Regions from separate parts of the Mus musculus genome. Here all the other regions are linked to region 3. A link is a contact called in public ChIA-PET and promoter capture Hi-C data. All regions are on one chromosome and are shown on one strand. Each heading gives the region's core, a stretch centred on a gene start, on an enhancer-like site or on the middle of the called end of the contact. The rest is flanking DNA. Distances are from core to core; before and after follow the strand shown. Region 1 has its middle 4.3 kb from the start of Gm51458. Region 2 holds the start of Mylpf (myosin light chain, phosphorylatable, fast skeletal muscle). Region 3 holds the start of E430018J23Rik (RIKEN cDNA E430018J23 gene).

The links. Promoter capture Hi-C pulls out the DNA fragments that hold promoters and counts their contacts. ChIA-PET counts read pairs in DNA pulled down with a chosen protein or histone mark.
Region 1: an RNA polymerase II ChIA-PET map of memory CD8 T cells shows a contact between it and region 3, with 8 read pairs. The contact joins the enhancer-like site here to the promoter of E430018J23Rik in region 3. A contact is called at or near these places in 1 of 39 promoter capture datasets (cranial neural crest), 1 of 484 Hi-C or Micro-C datasets (cortical neurons) and 2 of 115 datasets of contacts at active chromatin or transcription factors (memory CD8 T cells and microglia).
Region 2: a promoter capture Hi-C map of fetal liver shows a contact between it and region 3, with 2.6 times the contacts expected there. The contact joins the promoter of Mylpf here to the promoter of E430018J23Rik in region 3. A contact is called at or near these places in 1 of 39 promoter capture datasets (fetal liver), 3 of 115 datasets of contacts at active chromatin or transcription factors (embryonic stem cells and pancreatic cancer cells) and 3 of 9 other capture datasets (adipose tissue, liver and pancreatic islet).

Annotation. Positions count from the first base shown.
Region 1 is chr7:127,631,137-127,634,418 of GRCm38.p6, forward strand. No RefSeq gene overlaps it. Among named protein-coding and RNA genes, the nearest start is that of Gm51458, 4.3 kb to the right of the region's middle. Within about 2 kb of position 1,530, at least 9 of the 459 cell types and tissues checked have an H3K27ac peak or open chromatin away from gene starts, as enhancers often do. A contact at or near this core is called in memory CD8 T cells, where this site is marked.
Region 2 is chr7:127,209,532-127,213,003 of GRCm38.p6, forward strand. Mylpf (myosin light chain, phosphorylatable, fast skeletal muscle) reads left to right here and starts at 2,077. Exons shown (of 7, transcript NM_016754.5): 1 at 2,077-2,232; 2 at 3,330-3,422. The coding sequence starts at 2,230. It also overlaps a transcript of Septin1 not described here.
Region 3 is chr7:127,392,231-127,395,522 of GRCm38.p6, forward strand. It overlaps E430018J23Rik (RIKEN cDNA E430018J23 gene), which reads right to left and starts at 1,391. Exons shown (of 3, transcript NM_198011.2): 1 at 1,023-1,391; 2 at 771-884; 3 at 1-285. The coding sequence starts at 1,206. It also overlaps a transcript of Zfp764 not described here.

The DNA of each region.
Region 1 (3,282 bases), core at 280-2,779, 240 kb after region 3:
GGAAGAGCAGTCGGGTGCTCTTACCCACTGAGCCATCTCACCAGCCCCTATGGGAACCATTCTTAATCAAACCACCAGAGTCTTCATATCAGTCACACACACACACACACACACACACACACACACACACACACACACATACTTCACAACTCTTCCGCCTGAGACTCATGAGTGCTGGTATACGGGTGTGTGCTACCATGCCCAGCTTTGTATTGTGTGTGCAGAAAGCCATGTCTCCAATCTTTGCTCTAGAACAAGTTCAATAGAGTCAGATAGACACAGGAAGCCCAGGGACGCACAGTACGAACCAGGACCACAGTTGTTAGGAGTGTGGATGTGAGGCCTTTAAAGCCACCAGGACAAATACTCAACTCTGGCACAGCCCCGTTCGCTCATGTGTTTGAATGCTCAGTGACTAAACAGAGGCACTGTTTGAAAACAATAGTGTGACCTTGTTAGAGGAGGCATGTCACTGGGAGTGAGCTTTAAGGTTTCAAAAGCCCAAGCTAAGTCCAGTCTCCCCCACCCCCACCCCTCTAGAGGATCAGGATGTAGCTCTTTGTGACTCTTCCAGCACCATGCTTGGTGTCATGCTCTCTGCCATGATGATGATAATGGACTGATTCTCTGAAACTGTAAGCCAGCCCCTGATTTTTTTTTCTTTTTCTTTTTTCTTTTTCTTTTTCTTTTTCTTTTTCTTTTTCTTTTTCTTTTTCTTTTTCTTTTTCTTTTTCTTTTTCTTTTTCTTTTTCTTTTCTTTCTTTCTTTCTTTCTTTCTTTCTTTTTTATTTTTTTATTTTTTTTTTTTTTGTAAGAGTTGCCTTGGTCATGGTGTTTCTTCATAGCAAAAGAACAGTGACCTTAGAGCCGGGCGTGGTGGCACATGCCTTTAATCCCAGCACTTGGGAGGCAGAGGCAGGCAGATTTCTGAGTTCGAGGCCAGCCTGGTCTACAAAGTGAGTTCCAGGACAGCCAGGGCTACACAGAGAAACCCTGTCTCAAAAATAAAACAAAAAACAAAACAAAACAAAACAAAACAAAAAGAACAGTGACCTTAATCCCAACAGAAACTCACATCTAGGTAGTAGTGATGTCTAAACAAACAACAAAAAACCTGAAACAACAATAACAAAGCAGATACAGTAAGTGATTATCTGGCCTTTGGAGTTACTAGATAAATAATAAGTCTACCTGCCTTGCCCTCTTTCAAGGACCACTCACAAAGAATAAAACAAGTTGGCCCTAGAACCATCCAATTGGTAAGAAGATCATTTTGGTATTTTTAATGGGGATCTTGAAGATCCTGCACCAGGCTTGGTGCGAGCCAGCCCTGCCTTACCCCTTCCCTTCCTCTTCTGTTTTTATTTTTTGTAGGGTCTTGCTATACTGAACAGGCTGGTCTTCAACTCTCTATGAAGCCCAATTTCCTTTGAAGTTCTCATCTTCCTGCCACAACCTCTGAATTCAAGCCTACCTCACTGCCACCCCACCCCACACACTTATGCTGCGGTGCTGTAACTCAGAATGTTAGGAAAATGCTAATTAGCTACAGCCCTAGCCCCTGACAGGCTGCCCCTAGCTTATGGAAATTGAAGTTCTACCCAGTGTGGTGGCACACACCTTTCATCTCACATTCTAGAGGCAGAGGCAGAGGCAAAAGGCAGGCTGAAATCTGCGAGCTGGAGACCAGCTTATCCCACTACACAGTGAATTCCAGGACAGCCAAGGCTACACAGAGAAACTCTTATCAAAACAGAACAAAACAAAACAGTCCCCAAACCTAGCCAGGCATGGTGGCACACAACCATTAATCCCAGCACTCAGGAGGCAGAGGCTAAGGGATCTCTGCGAGTTCTAGGCTAGCCTGGTCTATAGAGTGAGTTCCAGGACAGCAAGGGTTACATGGAGAGACCCTGTCTCAAACAAAACATCAAAACCAAAACAATACAAAGAATTGAAGTTCAGAGATGTAGCAAGCACCTTAGCTAACGATACCTGCTCTGATGAGCTGTGACTTAACTCTGTCCTGCTGGGCTCACACCATGCCATCCCATGCCAATCACAAGTCATTTGTTTGTTGGTCTATTTTGGAATTCCAGTTGAATTATATCTTTCCTGGATGGGTTAGGTGATTTAGAATACTCACTGGCACATTTCTCATTCAAATCAGCTCAGGAGACATCAACTACCTTCAAGAAGTGCAATGCTTTCTTCAGATTTCAGCTTCTCCCATGGTTTCTATTTCTGCTTACCATGTTTATTATAAAACAACTTTCATCATGCAACTTAAGAATAACCAGGAGGGCCTGGAAACATGGCTCAGGGGTTAGGAGCACTTCTTGCACTTGTGGAGGACTGGGTTCAGTTCCCAGCACCTACACAGCAGCTTACTACCATTCATATCTCCAGTTCCAAGGATCTAATATGATCTTCTGACATTTGTGGGTCAAGTACACAGTACACATCTGTACATATAGGCAAAACACTCACACAATAATAAATAAATTTTAAAATAACCATGAAATATCCAAACATAAATAGTATTATTATATTAGCATATAAGAACAGACACTTTCAGAGACTAGAGAGATGGCTCAGCAATTAAGAGCACTAGGTACAGCCGGGCGTGGTGGCCCACACCTTTAATCCCAGCACTCGTGAGGCAGAGGCAGGCCTTTTTTTGATTTCGAGGCCGGCCGTGAGTTCCAGGACATCCAGGGCTATACAAAAAAACCTCAAAAAAACAAAAACAAAACAAAACAAAAAAAGCACTAGGTGCTTTTCCAAAGGTCCCAGGTTCAATTCCCAGCAACCACATGGTGGCTCACAACCATCTGTAATGCGATCTAATGCCTTCTTTGGGCATGCAAGTGTACATTGAAGATAGAGGACTCATATACATTTAAAAGAAAGAAAGAGGCGGGGGGGAGAGAGGGAGGGAGGGAGGGAGGCTCTCAAACATTATATAAGAGTATTTCAGCGTTGCTTCCTTGGAGGAAAATCTGGTAACACTGACCAGTCTCTAACCTGGTCAAAGACTTTGAGATATCCATTTCTAGATTCTCCACAATGAACATGTGGACTGTGTGTGATAAAACTGGTTGGTGGCAGCAGAAGGAGGGTGGCCACAAGTTTGAAGCCAGTTTGTTCCACAAACCAAGCTCCAGACTGGCCATGGCTATTACACAGCTTGTGTCAAACAAAACATAACCAGAAGTCTTGCTTTATTGTGCTCTGAAAACATCTTTCACAGTCACAGATTTTCCTCGAAGCAGGGTTGAT
Region 2 (3,472 bases), core at 827-3,326, 180 kb before region 3:
TAGACTATAGTCAGTCCTCTGAAAGACTCATCTCTCAATTCCCTATTTCAGGCAGGAACTCAGACCAGGTTTCTCTAAGTTCTCATGTACAAACTCAGCTTCTCCCCCCCCCCCCACCTCCACCCCGCCGCCGCAAACACTGCAATTTCTGAAACCCATATCCTCTGAGCACTACTTCACTCTCCCGGCTTGTGGGTGGAGGTCCCATCTCAGAACCCAAATCCATGAATCCTCAATACCATGAACCCTCCTCTTTGAAGGATTCAAGAACCAAGCCGTATTGTTATCCACTTCTCTTAGTACTCATTAGCTACTAACTACAAGACCTGACGTTATGAGTTCTAACCTTCCAGATTCTTCTTTTTTTGTTTTGTTTTTTATTTATTTATTTATTTATTTATTTTCAAGACAGTGTCTCTGTGTGGCCCTGCACGTCTGTCCTGGAACTCACTCTGAAGACCATGCTGGCCTCAAACTCAGAGATCCGCCTGCCTCTGTCTCCTGAGTTCTGAGACTAAAGGCCACCGCTGAACCAGGAACCTTCCCACTTCTAAACACTGCTTCCTCTGTTCTCATTCTCTTGAGCCCCAGGATGAGTGGACTACCAAATCCATAAGGCCACTCTCAAAATCCTAGTGAGACCTAGCTCTCAATGTCCCTATCCCTTTCTGTCTTTTGAAGCTCCTTAGTCTTGTCAGCTTACTTTCCCGCTTCCAGCTCTGACCCGGACCCGGTGAGGACCTGTCAGATCTTCTTTTCATAACTTCTCCATCTTCCCCTTTGATTCAAGTTTACTGAGAAGTCCACAAATCCCATTCCCTTTTTGGAGTCTTTCTCACCTCCCAGAATGCACTAATGAGTGGGCTCCTGCATGACGTAGCCCCCTCCGTGGTACCCATATGTGGTACCCATATAAGGCAAAACAGCTGCCAACTAAAGCCGGGAGGGGCTGTGCGAAGGCCAAGGGCAGCTGCTAAGTTTAGGGTGGCTCCTTCTCTCTTCTTAGAGACAACAGGTGGCTGGGCCCCAGTGCCCAGAAAAGAAAATGTCTTAGTGGCATTGGCATGGACTGGAGGAGGGCAAGGGAGGGAACACATTCCTCAGGACATCAGGTCCTAAAGGGAGCAGGAGGAGATGCGTACCATTGCCAGCCTGGGGTTCCTATACTGCGGTTTCCCTAGATTCCCACTGCATGGATCAGTATGGGCCACTGAGGCCCAGAACATTATGAAAGTCACAACATCAGCCAAGCTAGCATTTTCCCAGAAAGGAAAAGATACTGGTTATGCTACCTGGGAGAGGATGGCTGGGGCCTCTGTGTTTTCTCTGAGGTCCAGCAAGAAGCCTAAACCTTGCAGGGCGTGGTGGCGCACGCCTTTAATCCCAGCACTTGGGAGGCAGAGGCAGGTGGATTTCTGAGTTCAAGGCCAGCCTGGTGTACAGAGTGAGTTCCAGGACAGCCAGGACTATATAGAGAAACCCTGTCTCAAAAAAACCAAAAAAAAAAAAAAAAAAAAGCCTAAACCTCTCTTGCTTCAATCCTTTCTTTTCAAGTGCACCGATGATGTCTCTGCTTGTTGTTGCAAACCCCACAGCATTTGGTCACCAACCTTAACATCAAGCCCCATCCTGATTCTGGCAATCCTAACAGCTGACTTTCACTGTGCTGGCCTTTGCCCATGTGCCCTGCGGTCTGCTCACTGGTCCTCACCTCACTCACTTCCTTAGCTTCCTGCTGAGTTTTGCTGTTGTCATTTGCTTACTTGCCTGCTTGCTTGCTAAAGTGAACCCACAAAACCAAGCATACTGTCTATTGGCACAAAATGCTTACTGAGTTTAGATCTGTGCCCACCCCACTCAGGGGCTCAAAAGTCTAGTTCATCTCTTCCAGAACTGTGGGCTTCCCTGAGCCCCTCTGAATCCTGGCACACTGCAGTCCCCCTTTGGGAGAAAGAACATCCCTTCCTACCTAGGTCCTAACGAGACTTGCATCCCAAGGCCTCCTCCCCCTCCCTTCCTGGGCTCCAGCTGCTGCAGGCCTCCAAGAAAGGAGAGGCCCCTGAGCTGGGCTATTTTAGTATCTGGGGTGGGTATCCACAGGGCTAAGGTTACCACGGTATGTTAAGGGCTGCCGGGGCAGGACTATATAACCCCAGAAGAACTGCTCCAAGCAGATTCTCTTCCTTTTTCCATCTGGAGCTACTGCCTTGCCCCCAGGAGATCTAAGACATGGTGAGTGAAGATTCCTCCCAACCTAGCATTAGCTCAGGATAGCCCTACCCTTCAAAAAAAAAAAAAGGGTGCTGCTTCTCATTCCAACTACAGGCAAAATATGAACCCTCTCTCTTAGCACCAGAATGGGGCCAGAGGAGAGTGATGGGCTGAAAGGTTCAGTCAAGGATAATATGCTCAGATATCTAACCATGATGTCTAGGGGTAGGGGTAGACCTGTTCAAAGTCTGTTCCACCCCTTTCTATCATTTCCTAAAGTCCTCAGACGAATGAGATGATCCTGCTTGCATTTTGTAAGTGGGAACTAGAGGTTCAGATAGGGCCAGTGAGTAGATTAAGCTAGCAAGTATGGACGCCAAGTTGGCAGGCAGAGGATTCTGAGAAGGGCACTTGTCAGTCAGGATGAAGTGATCTGGGAGCTATAGTTGGGAATTAAGACACACAGCCAAAATGAGGCCCCTTAGCCAAGAGGTGCCAAGAAAAAGAAGAGTTATTCTATAAAAATGGACTCAAAGAACTCCGAATCTGAATCTGATCAGGCATAATGGGTATGCCTGTAATTTCAACTGCTTTAAAGCCTGAAGAGGTAGGAATCCAGGAGTCCAGGAGTTCAAGGCCAGCCTGAGTTATGCAGTGAGACCAGTCTAAAAAAGAAAAACAAAAAGAAAAGAGGAGGAGAATCTGGGTGTGGTGATGAATATCTTTATTCTCAGCAGGAAGAAGCAGGCAGATCTCCTGGGTTCAAGGAAAGGAAGACTGGGTCTATAGAATAGGCCCCAGGGCTAAATCATGAGACCACGTCTCAGGGTGGGGGTGGGGAGGGACAGGGTTGGGGTTGAGGATGTAGCCTGCCTAGCATGCACAAGCAACCAAATAAAATAGGATGTGCTGCTCGTGACGCTAACCCTGGAACTCGCACGGTCAAGGTTAGAGACGGAGGCACGGTGAGCAGGCCAAGGTCATCCTCTGTTAAGTAGCAAGTCTGAGGGCTCCATGAGACCCTGTCCTTAACAGAAACAAAAGTCTGGTTTGCTGCTCCCAGGAGAGAGGTACAGGAACTGGCCTGTAACTCCCCTGTTCAACCTTTACCCTCACAGGCACCCAAGAAGGCCAAGAGAAGGGCAGGAGCGGAAGGGAGCTCCAACGTCTTCTCCATGTTTGACCAGACTCAGATCCAGGAGTTCAAGGAGGTGAGAGTGGGAGGCTAAGGAAAGCCTCCCCAACCCTCCTCCCCACCCTC
Region 3 (3,292 bases), core at 141-2,640:
GCTTTTCACCTGTGTGAGTGTACAGGTGCTCCACCAGTTTGGACTGGTGGGCAAAACTCTTCCCACACACATGGCACCCATGACGCTGGTCTGCTTTTAGGATAGGGTTGTGCACCGCAACAGTGGGGTGCCCCTGCTGAGAGTTCTTGAAAAGCAGCTCCAAGTTGCAAGAAGGGGAAGCAAAGGAGGGGCGTGGCTCCATAGGCCCAGCTTCTGGAGAAAGTATCTTCTTGGTTGCCTTGGTCTCTTCCCTTGGTCTCTTCCCTTCCTTCTCGTGCCTGCAATCTGCTGGGAGACCATGACAAAGCTCAGACTCTGACTCTACTGCCCCTCGATTCCCACAGCCCCACATGGAAACAGGGCACAGGAGGGGAGAGGCCACAGCATCTGAGCATGCGTGGTGCACAGATGTCCAGATGCAGCATAAAGAAAGGTGTCTGTGTGGTCCCCATTCCCAAGTGCAGTGAGCTAAGCACTTGTCAGAGGTGGACAGCAAGAACTGAAGGAGACTCCAGAACGCAGTCACAGAGATGGCAGCAGAGGAGTGGGAACGAGGGGCTACAACCTATACAGCCTAGTGACCCTGTAGATATGAGGTGAGAGCACTGGACAGAACCCTTTTCAGATGAATCCAGGGGCCAGCCATCATGGCTTTGGCCAAGAAACAGAAAAACAGGGAAGAAACTGCCAGGCAGTAAGTGCAGTCACTAGAAGACACCACACAGGCTGGCAACACAGAAGTTTCCCCAGGCAAGTACCCAGTCCTTCACCTGAGTGGACTTCTGTCCTGCACATGGCCACCTCTGGCTCCTGGGCACCGGGTCCCCACACTTCGGACTCTTCCTCCACCCAGCAGATGAGCGCTGGTTTGTCGCCCCCGACTTCTGGAGGGAAAGATAGCAAACCCCACGAGTCAGGTCGACCCACTTGTTACGACCACCCGTACCCAGGGAACTCCGATCCACCGCATGACCCACAGTGTCAAGGGCTACGCGAACCCAGGCGGCCAGGAAGGTTCTCACCCAGAGAGGCCAGGAGACCATAGGTCTCGCGCATCACCTCTCGGTACAGGGTTCTCTGCGCCGGCCGCAGACACCTCCACTCCTCCGGGGAGAAGTACACGGCCACGTCCGCGAAGCTCACAGTCCCAGGCTTAAGGAATGCAGGCCAAGCGGAGGCCCTTTCCGGGGCCATCCGCGGCGCCATGGGGACTCCCCGCACTGTTCCGTGATCTGCCTGGCGTCCCCTGGATCGCCTGCCAGATCCTAGGTTGCCGCGGTGGGGTACCAGGGCTGAGAAAGGACATATATCAGGTCCGTGAGCACCCTAATGTAGGTGAAAATTGAAGATTCCTAGAAGCAGGTACAGATGCAAGACGTGGTGATGAACTCATAGAAATGGTAGCAGTATTTGTGCATAAACGTGTGGGGGCGGGGCGGGGCGGGGCGGGGCGGGGAGTAACAAGAACCTTGATCCCTGGGGTCCCGCCCAAGGTTACGTCACCGGATTTCCTGGGTCATTGTTTTCTAGCCCTCATCCAAAATGGCCAAAGTGTCTACAAGTGCCAATCTAAGACCAAGACTGAAGTGGACGTGCCTATGTGGGCGGGGACTCCAGGACCGCGAGTATCGTGCAGTTGAGGAATGGTACAGATTCTGTGTGTTCACACCACTCTCAAGTTAAGCTAGGTGGAAGCAGTCTGTGAATTTTGGGTTGGGGTAGAATCTGAGAAAACTCATTTCAGAGATAGAAGTTTAAAAATGAAAGCTTTATTTCTGTGCACGCGTATGTAGTGGCCAATTTGGGAGCTGAACAGCATCCCGGAACAGAGCTTATATAACGTTTTCATAGGATGAAAACACAAAGCAAGGGGGACTTGGGTGCACTGTTGCGTTAGTCAGTCTTTCACACAATGGGTTAAGCAAGGAAGTTAACTTTGGTGACTGGACCTCATCAGCGTCACTTTGTTTCAGGTTCCTTGATTTAGCTTTTGCAGCCAGGTCGCATCCTGGACTGGTCTGGAATTTAGAATGATAAGGGAACAATGGAGTGGGCAATCTGCACATTTATGACTTGTGTGCCTTAGTTTAGACAGCAAATAACAGCAACATCCCTCTTTACAGCCTTTACTGGATAACAAACATGAAACACCTAAAGTCACAGGATAGTTGTTAGTTCCAGCCTGGGATCCTGAACCCTGTCAGCAAGATGGAGGTCCAGCAATGGCTGGACTCAGGAATTAACAGGTGTTTGGTGTTTTTCTTCTGGTCAGTGTATTGTGGAGCCCCAGAAAGCCTGTGGCAGGAAGAATATTAATAAGCTAGAAAGTATAGCAGTCTCAGAGGTTGTTTCCACCAGCTTGGTCTACACATCTCAAAGTAGTTGAGAAATACTGTCCTTGACACATGTCTGAGATCATAGAGCTGGTCTTTGATCAGCCAGGACACTCGGAACATTCACGACCTAATCTTCTAAAACTCTACATCTGCCCATCTGGATTTTTTTTCCCCTTCACTTCCAGGAAGGAATTAAAGTTTCTGGGAAGATTGTGAGATTCCCATGAAATATCCAAGAGAGGAATGAGGCCCTACTCACGGTCATATACATCCAGGTTTTCAGTCTGGTTCATTGCTATTTTAATATAAAATACCTACCTATGAAAGGAATCTTGGCTGGGCAGTGGTGGCACACGCCTTTAATCCCAGCACTTGGGAGGCAGAGGCAGGCGGATTTCAGAGTTTGAGGCCAGCCTGGTCTACAGAATGAGTTCCAGGACAGCTAGGGCTACCTAGAAAGCCTGTCTCGAAAAAACAAACAAAAAAAAAAAAAAAAAAGGAAAAAAGAAAGAAAAAAAAGAAAGGAATCTTATCTGTACTCAGCATCATTCACAGCAAATGTTAATTTGCTAAATTTCTTTCTTTCTCACTGGGGAGGCGCTTCAGCCAGACTTCAGGACAAGGGGCTATCTTCCTTTGTCATGCACCCATAATTTTCCCTGCCTTTCTTCTATGTCTTGGTGCAAATACATTGGGTCAAGATCAGGTTTCTGCTCACTGTACTAAACTTAAAGATGGAGCAGGTATGACTTCCCATGGCCCAGAGTGATTTCAGATCTCCCAGCAGATTGTGCCAAGGTCCGAGTGACACAGGGAGCTTCGGCTCTGGGAGGCTGCTGACAGTGAGTGCCCAGGATGCATGCGGTGCACAGCTATGGCAGAGCTTTGGTGGGAGTGCTGCTCTGGGCTGTCAGCTGCTGTCTTCAGAATGTGAAACCCATTGTTCCAAGCCCCTC